Linked DNA regions of Macaca mulatta: region 1 is linked to region 2. A link is a contact called in public Hi-C data. All regions are on one chromosome and are shown on one strand. The core of a region is the stretch at or near the end of the contact, and the rest is flanking DNA. Distances in the headings are between cores, read along the strand shown. Region 1 holds the start of TBCB (tubulin folding cofactor B). Region 2 holds the start of WDR62 (WD repeat domain 62).

The links. A called contact is a pair of places that touch in the nucleus more often than the background predicts.
Region 1: a contact with region 2 is called in a Hi-C map of fetal cortical plate, with 1.9 times the contacts expected there. The contact joins the promoter of TBCB here to the promoter of WDR62 in region 2. A contact is called at or near these places in 4 of 14 Hi-C or Micro-C datasets (blood, fetal cortex germinal zone and fetal cortical plate).

The regions. Positions count from the first base shown.
Region 1 is chr19:47,370,119-47,373,967 of T2T-MMU8v2.0, reverse strand. It overlaps TBCB (tubulin folding cofactor B), which reads right to left and starts at 1,893. Exons shown (of 6, transcript XR_003725091.2): 1 at 1,746-1,893; 2 at 1,235-1,378. POLR2I (RNA polymerase II subunit I) reads left to right here and starts at 2,079. Exons shown (of 6, transcript NM_001266627.1): 1 at 2,079-2,593; 2 at 2,678-2,732; 3 at 2,967-3,040; 4 at 3,128-3,202; 5 at 3,311-3,362; 6 at 3,562-3,669. The coding sequence starts at 2,535. The coding sequence ends at 3,624. OVOL3 (ovo like zinc finger 3) reads right to left here. Exons shown (of 4, transcript XM_015123733.3): 4 at 3,668-3,849. The coding sequence ends at 3,718.
Region 2 is chr19:47,309,704-47,313,904 of T2T-MMU8v2.0, reverse strand. It overlaps WDR62 (WD repeat domain 62), which reads right to left and starts at 1,333. Exons shown (of 32, transcript XR_001441414.3): 1 at 713-1,333. THAP8 (THAP domain containing 8) reads left to right here and starts at 1,535. Exons shown (of 4, transcript NM_001194201.2): 1 at 1,535-1,717. The coding sequence starts at 1,635. It overlaps LOC144337424 (a long non-coding RNA gene), which reads right to left. Exons shown (of 2, transcript XR_013410532.1): 2 at 1,607-3,002.

The DNA of each region.
Region 1 (3,849 bases), core at 644-3,143, 60 kb before region 2:
TGAGATCGCACCACTGGATTCCAGCCTGGGGAACAAGGGCCGGAAACTCTGTCTCAAACAAAACAAAACAAAAAACGATTCACGGACTATCCTCCCTGTCCCAGGCACTGTTCCAAGTACTGGGGACACAGCAGTGAATTATAGTGATCAAAATTTCTGCCCTCAGGGCAATCGAATCCGGGGAGGCAGAGAGTAAATAAACCAGATGAGAGAAATCCAGAGTGTGTCAGAGGGGAATCATTGGTAAACACAAAAATCTAAAATAAAGCAAAGAAGGGAAAAAGAATGAGGTGAACATTAACACTGAGGCCAGTGAAGGCTTCGCTAGAATGGTGACACTTTAAGACAGGAAGGAAGGGTGAGGCACGCAGGCATATGACAAAAGAACCATTCAAGTAGAGGATCCAGAGGCAGTGCTCACCTGGGATGTGCAAAGAGCAATGTGGCTGCTACAGACTGAGTGAGGTGGGGAGGGAATAAGGACAGAAAGGGGCCGGGCTTGGTAGTTCACGCCTGTAATCCCAGCACTTTGGTAGGCCAAGGTGAGCTGATCACTCGAGGTCAGGAGTTCCAGACCAGCTTGGCCAACATGGCGAAAACCCGTCTCTACTAAAAATACAAAAATTAGCTGGGTGGGCGCCTGTAATCCCAGCTACTTGGGAGGCTGGGGCATGAGGATCGCTTGAACCCAGGAGGTGAAGGTTGCAGTGAGCCCAGATCGTGCCACTGCACTCCACTCCAGACTGGGCGACAGAGTGAGACACTGGCTCAAAAAAAAAAAAAAAAAAGACAGAAAAGACGTGGTGAGCGGATGCACAAAGTCCTCTGTGTTCTGGCTTATCCCAAGCTGTCCAGCCTGGTCGCTCACTGCGACCTACCTGACATTCTAGGCCTCTGTACCCCCTGCTCCCTCCTTTCCACCTCTTTCTCTTAAGTCACCCTTTCCTCATCCCTCAGCTCAGACATCCCTTCCTCCAGGAAGCCCTCTCTGATTGTCCCAGGTGGTCAGGCACCTCTCCTGGGTGGCCCCAGCCCCCTGGGATTTCCTGATCCCAGCCCAAACCACTCTAGGCTATTCCTGTCTAAAGATGGGTCTGTCACTCCTCAGGCTGCACTGGAGGCTCCACGGGGGCAGGACCTATCTTGCATATGACTGAGGGCAAAGTCCAGCAAGTGCCTGTTGAATAGCCAAATGAATGGTGGGGCGGGGAAGTGTCCCAGGTAGAGTCCTCACGTGGATGCGGCAGCCGTCATCTACAGGGTAGGAGCCCAGTAGCGCATCCTCTTGATCCAGCTTGCTGTAGAACTTGTCATCAACACCATACAGCTCCAGTTCCATGCAGGAAGCAGGGCTGCCCACCAGCAACTCCAGTTTACACTGCGAGGAGGAGGCAGGGTGAGGAGAAGGAGGCCAGGGGCCCCGCCCCTTGCATCAATGACCATCGCCACGTCCCTGTTCCTCCAAAATACCCCCCAGTCAGGACGCACGGGGCCGCACTCCGGCCCCTCGCCTCTTGCCCCCGCCCTCTGGACCGTCGGATTTTTCGCTGGACCCGCCCCTCGTCTCTTCACTCTCGGGTTCTCTCCGGACCCGCTCCGCCGCGACCGAGTTCCCAGACTCCGCAGCCTGGGATCACCTCCAGGGCCGCCCAGTCGTTCCCCGGTCCCTCCCCGCCTCCCCATTTGGGGAACCCCCCCATTTCTTCTTCGCCCCGCCCCTCCGGACCCCGCCCCTATGGCCACACCTTGAACTCAGCGATGGTGAGGCTGCGGCTGTACCGCTTCTCTGAGCGGAAGGTGTTGAGGGAGCTGCTGATGAAAACGGTCACCGTGGGTGCCGACACCCCCGTCACCTCCATCTTGCCGCGCCCTGCCGGGGCCTGCAGCGCGGTCGCTCCGCAGCCGCCACCGCCGCCGCTGCTGGGATATCAGCCCCGCCTCCTGTTCCGGGCCTGACCAATCCGCGCTCTCCTGCCAGGAGCGTCCGCCAATCGCCCCCGTCCCTTCCCCACCGCCAGAAAGAGGGTTCTCCTTATTCCTAGGCTAGCCCAGCCAATCCAGAGAGGCCTTCCATAGTTCACGGTTCTTCCAATAGCGACCGGGAAAGGACCACAGCAAGCGGCGAAGACTGAAGCCGGGAGGGAGGACTGGCAAGAGCTCTCTCAGTGCGCGAAGGGCAACTCGCGCATGCGCGCTGGCCTTCAACCAAGTCAAGCGCCATGGCTTCTTTCCTGGGTGCTCAGCGTTTTGCGGCTTACAGTGCGCATCGTTTTCCTGGCTCTGGCACTCAGATCCATACTATTCTGTAAACTAAGGCGGCGATGCCCAAAAATTGGAAGCAATTACTCTAGGATATCAAAAGATTGACGCAAGCCATGAAACCTCTGCGCGGAGAGAGCCGCGCCCAAGGCCGCGGGTAGCCAGCACGTGTGCGCAGCTCCGCCCACTTTTGGCGAAGCACCTAGGCCTGGCCCCTCCCGCGACCTGTAGCGCGGCGGAGCAAGCGCAGAAGGTTGGGCGGGCTGCGCGTCGCCATGGAGCCCGACGGGACCTACGAACCGGGCTTCGTGGGTATTCGCTTCTGCCAGGAATGGTGAGGCGGAGGGAGCGGGTGATGTTAGAAAGGGGGCGAGGAATGGCTCCAGGACTAACCCCTGGCACGTCCCCCTCCCCGTAGTAACAACATGCTGTACCCCAAGGAAGACAAGGAGAACCGCATTCTGCTATACGCGGTGAGCGCTCGGGTCTTCCCCGTCCGGTCCACACAAGTGGCCCCGCCCTGCCCCCTGCCTCTGTGACCGGATTCCCTGTTCGCCCCCCGCTGCACCCCAAGTGATCCTGACTCTCCTGCCCATCACCAAAGACAGTCCTGTCGTCATACCCTCCGGGATCACCCTGCCCTCTCCTCCCAGTCTTATCTGGAATCCCGCCATGACTCCCTTACCCCCACACTCGCCCTCTGGCAGTGCCGGAACTGTGATTACCAGCAGGAGGCCGACAACAGCTGCATCTATGTCAACAAGATCACGCACGAAGTGGAGTGAGTGGCGGGCCCTGAGCTGGGGGCGGGGGTGTTGGCTCTGGAGGCTGGGTCGGAGAGTCATTTTGCACCCCCACGTGCCTGCAGCGAACTGACCCAGATTATCGCCGACGTGTCCCAGGACCCCACGTTGCCGCGGACCGAGGACCACCCGTGCCAAAAGTGAGCGCTCAGCTGGTACTGGGGAGATAAAGTGAGGCTCGTTCTCACTGGGCGAAGGGAGGAGGGAAGGTTGCCAAGCTTCCAGTGACCGAGCTCCCACCCCCTCAGGTGTGGCCATAAGGAGGCTGTGTTCTTCCAGTCGCACAGTGCCCGGGCCGAGGTAAGTGGCACGAGGGCTTCTTAAGTATCTGGGGCTTATTTGGTCCTTCCCCGGGGCGGGGATATCAATATGGGTGACCCAGCGCTTCTTGGAACTCTGGGCCGGACCCTTACGTATTGGTGAAGTTCTCTTGCCTGTTCTTTTGGGGTGAGGCGCTCCTGGGTCCAAACCCTTCCTAACCATGCATCATTTCTGCCAGGATGCTATGCGCCTGTACTACGTGTGCACAGCCCCACACTGTGGCCACCGCTGGACCGAGTGACCTCCCCTCTCCCCCGAGTGTAATAAACACCAGATTCCATGCGTGAGTTTCCTGTGTTTATTTGCCTCTTGGGGAGGACGCTGGCACACCGTATCAGGCTGCGCGGTGCAGGGCGCGGTGCTGTGCGTAGGTGTCCGGCCGGGAGCTGGTGAAGCCGCAGTCCTCGCACACGTGCAGCTTCTCGCGACGCTCGCGGTAAGCGTAGCTGGCCGGCTGCCCGTGCAC
Region 2 (4,201 bases), core at 84-2,583:
ATCATCTCCATTTTATAAAAACAGATTTTGTGCCTACAGAGCTGGAAAACAATTTTTTTTAATTGCCGCTGTGCTAATGGAATTCCTTCTACCTACTGTGAAATCATTTCCTTCTGTGTTTCTGTCTCAAAATTTAGGGAACTGTTCTGTGCGCCCTCCTCCCCAGGCAGCACTGCGGAGATTTCTTTGTCATAGTTTTGAATGACAATATGGATTAAGAATCCCCACCTTGGTGAGGAAAAAGGATAGAGACCGCAGAAGGTGAGAGAAGGCGAGGTAGAAGCGAGGAAGAGTTGGGGCAGGTAACACTCTGGACTAAACCCTCGAAGGGACCTTAATGACCCAGCGGGGGCCAGGGCAGTGAGGCTGCAGTGAGCTATGATCGTGACGTCTAAAGGCGATAGAACGGGGGTTAAAGTATAGGAGGACTAGGCTGTGATTTGCAGAAACAAAATGCATTCCCCAGTGGTGGGAACCAGGGAGGAACCCAGGAATTACTCCAACGCTGAGGGTGGAGCCGGGAATGCAACGAGGAGAGGGAAAGTGGGAGGGGCCATGGCTAAAGGGGCGGGACTTAGGGGACGAAGCCAGGGAGGGAACAGCCTGAGGGGACTGGCCAGGGACTGATAGTCGGGGCCACAGTTCTCAGGACGGGACTAGGGGAAACCCAGGAGGCCTGGAACTGGGGTAGACATGACGAGCAGCTTCTCACCCGGTTCTGCACCGTCTCCTCGGAGGCCGTCGAGAGTCGCGTCCGCCGCCGGAGGCAGAGCGGTGGGGCGGGCGGCGGGGAGGACTGACCCCTCCGCGCCGGAACTCCCGCCATGACAGAGGGCAGCTTCTCCCCTGCATCGTTCCGCGCACAGCCTCCGGACCCTACGGCCGCCATCGTCACGCCGGAGCCGGGCGACCGTTACATCCCTTAACCGCCGCCGCCGCCACCGCCACAACCCACTGAAACAGCAAACAGCCGCGGGAAAGCCGGCGCCGCCGCCTATTGGACACCACAGGCCCGGCCTGGCCAACCGCAGGGCTGCCGGGCGGCGCTTAGGGCCAATGGGAGCGAAGAGGCGGAGCGAGTGCCTGGCTGGGCGGCTAGTGTACTGGATACCTGATCAAGAGTCGTGGGGTCTTTCATCCAGACTCCGTTTTCATTATTCGCTGAAACATACAGGTTTTAACTTTTACGAGGCTAAGGCCCCAGCTGCCTCACCTCGGTTTTTGCCGCCACCCAGAGGAACTATATGCGCTCCGACGGTCGCCCGGATATAGGCGTAGGGTGGAGCCGTAAGAGATTGACTGGCCAGTTGATTTGGTTGGCGCAGGCTCAGAAACGACGTGACGCCGCCCCTCTCCCCAACACGTGATGAAAGTCGGGGTGGAGAAGGGCAGGCTTTGCGCAGGCGTACAGTTCTCGCTATAGCCAATTCGCTACGTGACGAGGGCGTGACTGTGGCACTGGAGGGGCGCCTAATAGCCAGGCGCTCTCAGCGCTCTCCCCGGCACGTGACGAGTCTCCACGGACGTCATGTGAGGCAGGCGGCGAGCGCGCGGGCGGGGCGGGGTTCGGCGGCGCTCCACGAGAACCAAAGTGCAGCTGCTGACCCGGCAAAACTCAACGGGGCTGGACAGCCATGCCTAAGTACTGCAGGGCGCCGAACTGCTCCAACACTGCGGGCAGCTTGGGCGCAGACAACCGCCCTGTGAGCTTCTACAAGTGAGCGCAGCGCGGGGCGGGGCTTGAGGGAGGCGGGACCCTGGGAGGGGCGGGGCCCGAGCTTTAGTGAAGCTGTGCGGGCCTTCTGGTCTCGCTTGAGGGTGTTAGGAAGTGGGGTTAAAACGTGAGGAGATGGCCTTCCCGGCAGTGTCCACTGCACCTGCAAAGGTGCTGGCGTGGGAAACATCAGGAGTAGACGATTAACTACAGGTAGCGAACGAAGCGAGACGAAGAGGGAAACGGATGTAAAAAGTGAAGTCGGTGCAGGCTCTGTAAGAGCCTACAGATGCCCACTTGCCCTCCCCACGCATTTGAGCCATCTGAAACTCAGAGCATCCGAAACTGAGCTTGTGATCGCGTCTCCCCCAAAACCTTCCAGTCTGTCCTTAGTAGTTCCCTGATTGCAGCCAGAGGGAGCCTGTGAACACCTGAGTCAGATCAGCTCCCTCCTCTGCCCAGATCCCTTCCCTGACTCCCACCTCACTGTAAAAAATAAAGTGAGGCTGCAGCAGGTAGAAAGCAGGCCTGCAAAGTCCTACAGAGCTGGTTCCCTGATACCAGTGTGACTTCATCTCTTTCCTCCTGCCCTTCACTCCAGTAACACTGGCCTACTTCATGTTCCTGTAGCATAGCAGGCATGTTACTGCCCTGCTATCTTTGCCTGGGCCATTCCCTCTGATTTCAAAGTTCTTGCCTTTATTACTACCACCCTATGGACAACTGTAACTGACACCGAAACACACACACGGTTCTCTCTGTCTTCTGCTTTATTTTTCCCTTTAACACATCACTGTCTGCATATCGCATTTTCGATGTATGCATTCCTTATCTCCCCCACTAGAATGTCACCTCAATCAAGCCAGAGGTTTTGTCTTTCTTTGTCTTTCTTGTTTCCTCTTGTTTGTGTCTCCAACCTCTAGAACAGTGCCTGGCACATAGTAGGTGCTTAGTAAAGATCTGTTGGGTGGATTTGATGAATGCATTTCAGATGGGCTCTCCAGGAAAGCCAGCAGTCCATGTCTCATGGATCCTTTGAGGGACCCTGGTATAGGGCCAAAGGGATTAGGGGGAACTTTAAGCCTGTATATGACTCTGGCAACTGTTGATTAATTCAGCAACTTTTTGAGTATTTCTTGGAGAAGCAAGTAAGCCCCTGCTGGACACAAAGAACCCTGACAGATCTTGTTTCTGCCATGACAGAGCTCATGGATAGGTGAGGGTCAAACATTGAGGAATTGAGTACGTGACCTGCGAGTTACCCATAATCCTTCCTTTTCATCCACCGCTAGTCCATTAACCTGCCCTTTGGCTCTACCCTCAAGACATGTCTCCATCCTGCAACAACCACAACAAAATCTCTAAAACCTTGACAAGACAGTTATGAACACGAATGAGAAAGTCCCAAATAAATCATTAAGAAATAAGGAAAGATAGGCTGGGCGTGGTGGCTCACACCTGTAATCCCAGCACTTTGGGAAGTCGAGGCAGGAGGATTGCTTGAGCCCAGCAATTCGAGACCAGCCTGGGCAACATGGCAAAACCCCATCTCTACAAAATGTAAAAATTAGCCGGACATGGTGGTGCATGCCTGTAGTTCCAGCTACACGGGACATTGAGGTAGAGAATCACTGGAGCCCAGGAGGCCAAGGCTGTAGTGAGCTGTGATCACGCTGCTGTACTCTAGCCTTGGCAACTGTGTGAGACCTTGTCTCAAAATAAATAAATAAGAAATAAGGAAAACACATTCCCAGACTACTACTCATTACATCCACTGTCGTCACATAGTCCGGGCTGCCGTCATCTTTTTTTTTTTTTTTTTTTTTTTGAGACAGGGTCTTGCTCTGCCACCCAGGCTGGAGTGCAGTGATATGATCTTGGCTCACTGCAACCTCTGCCTCCCAGGTTCAAGCGATTCTCCTATCTTAGCCTCCCGAGTAGCCAGGACCACAGGTGCACACCACCACACCCAGCCAATTCTTTGTACTTTTAGTAGAGGTGGAGTTTCACCATGTTGGCCAGGTGGGTCTTGAACTCCTGACCACAGGTGATCCACCCACCTTGGCCTCCCGAAGTACAGAGATTACAGGCATGAGCAACCATGCCCAGCCCCTGTTTCCACTCTTACCTCACTCATAACAACAACAATAGAGTATTTACCTTATGCCAAGCACTGTTCTAAGTGCTTTGTAGGTAATAATAAGGGGGAATGATGACGACTGTATACAGCAGCCAGATGACTGTATGAAAATCACTTCATGTCTTCGGCCGGGCACGGTGGCTCAAGTCTGTAATCCCAGCACTTTGGGAGGCCGAGACAGGCGGATCACGAGGTCAGGAGATCGAGACCAGCCTGGCTAACACGGTGAAACCCCGTCTCTACTAAAAATACAAAAAACTAGCCGGGCAAGGTGGCGGGCGCCTGTAGTCCCAGCTATTTGGGAGGCTGAGGCAGGAGAATGGCGTAAACCTGGGAGGCAGAGCTTG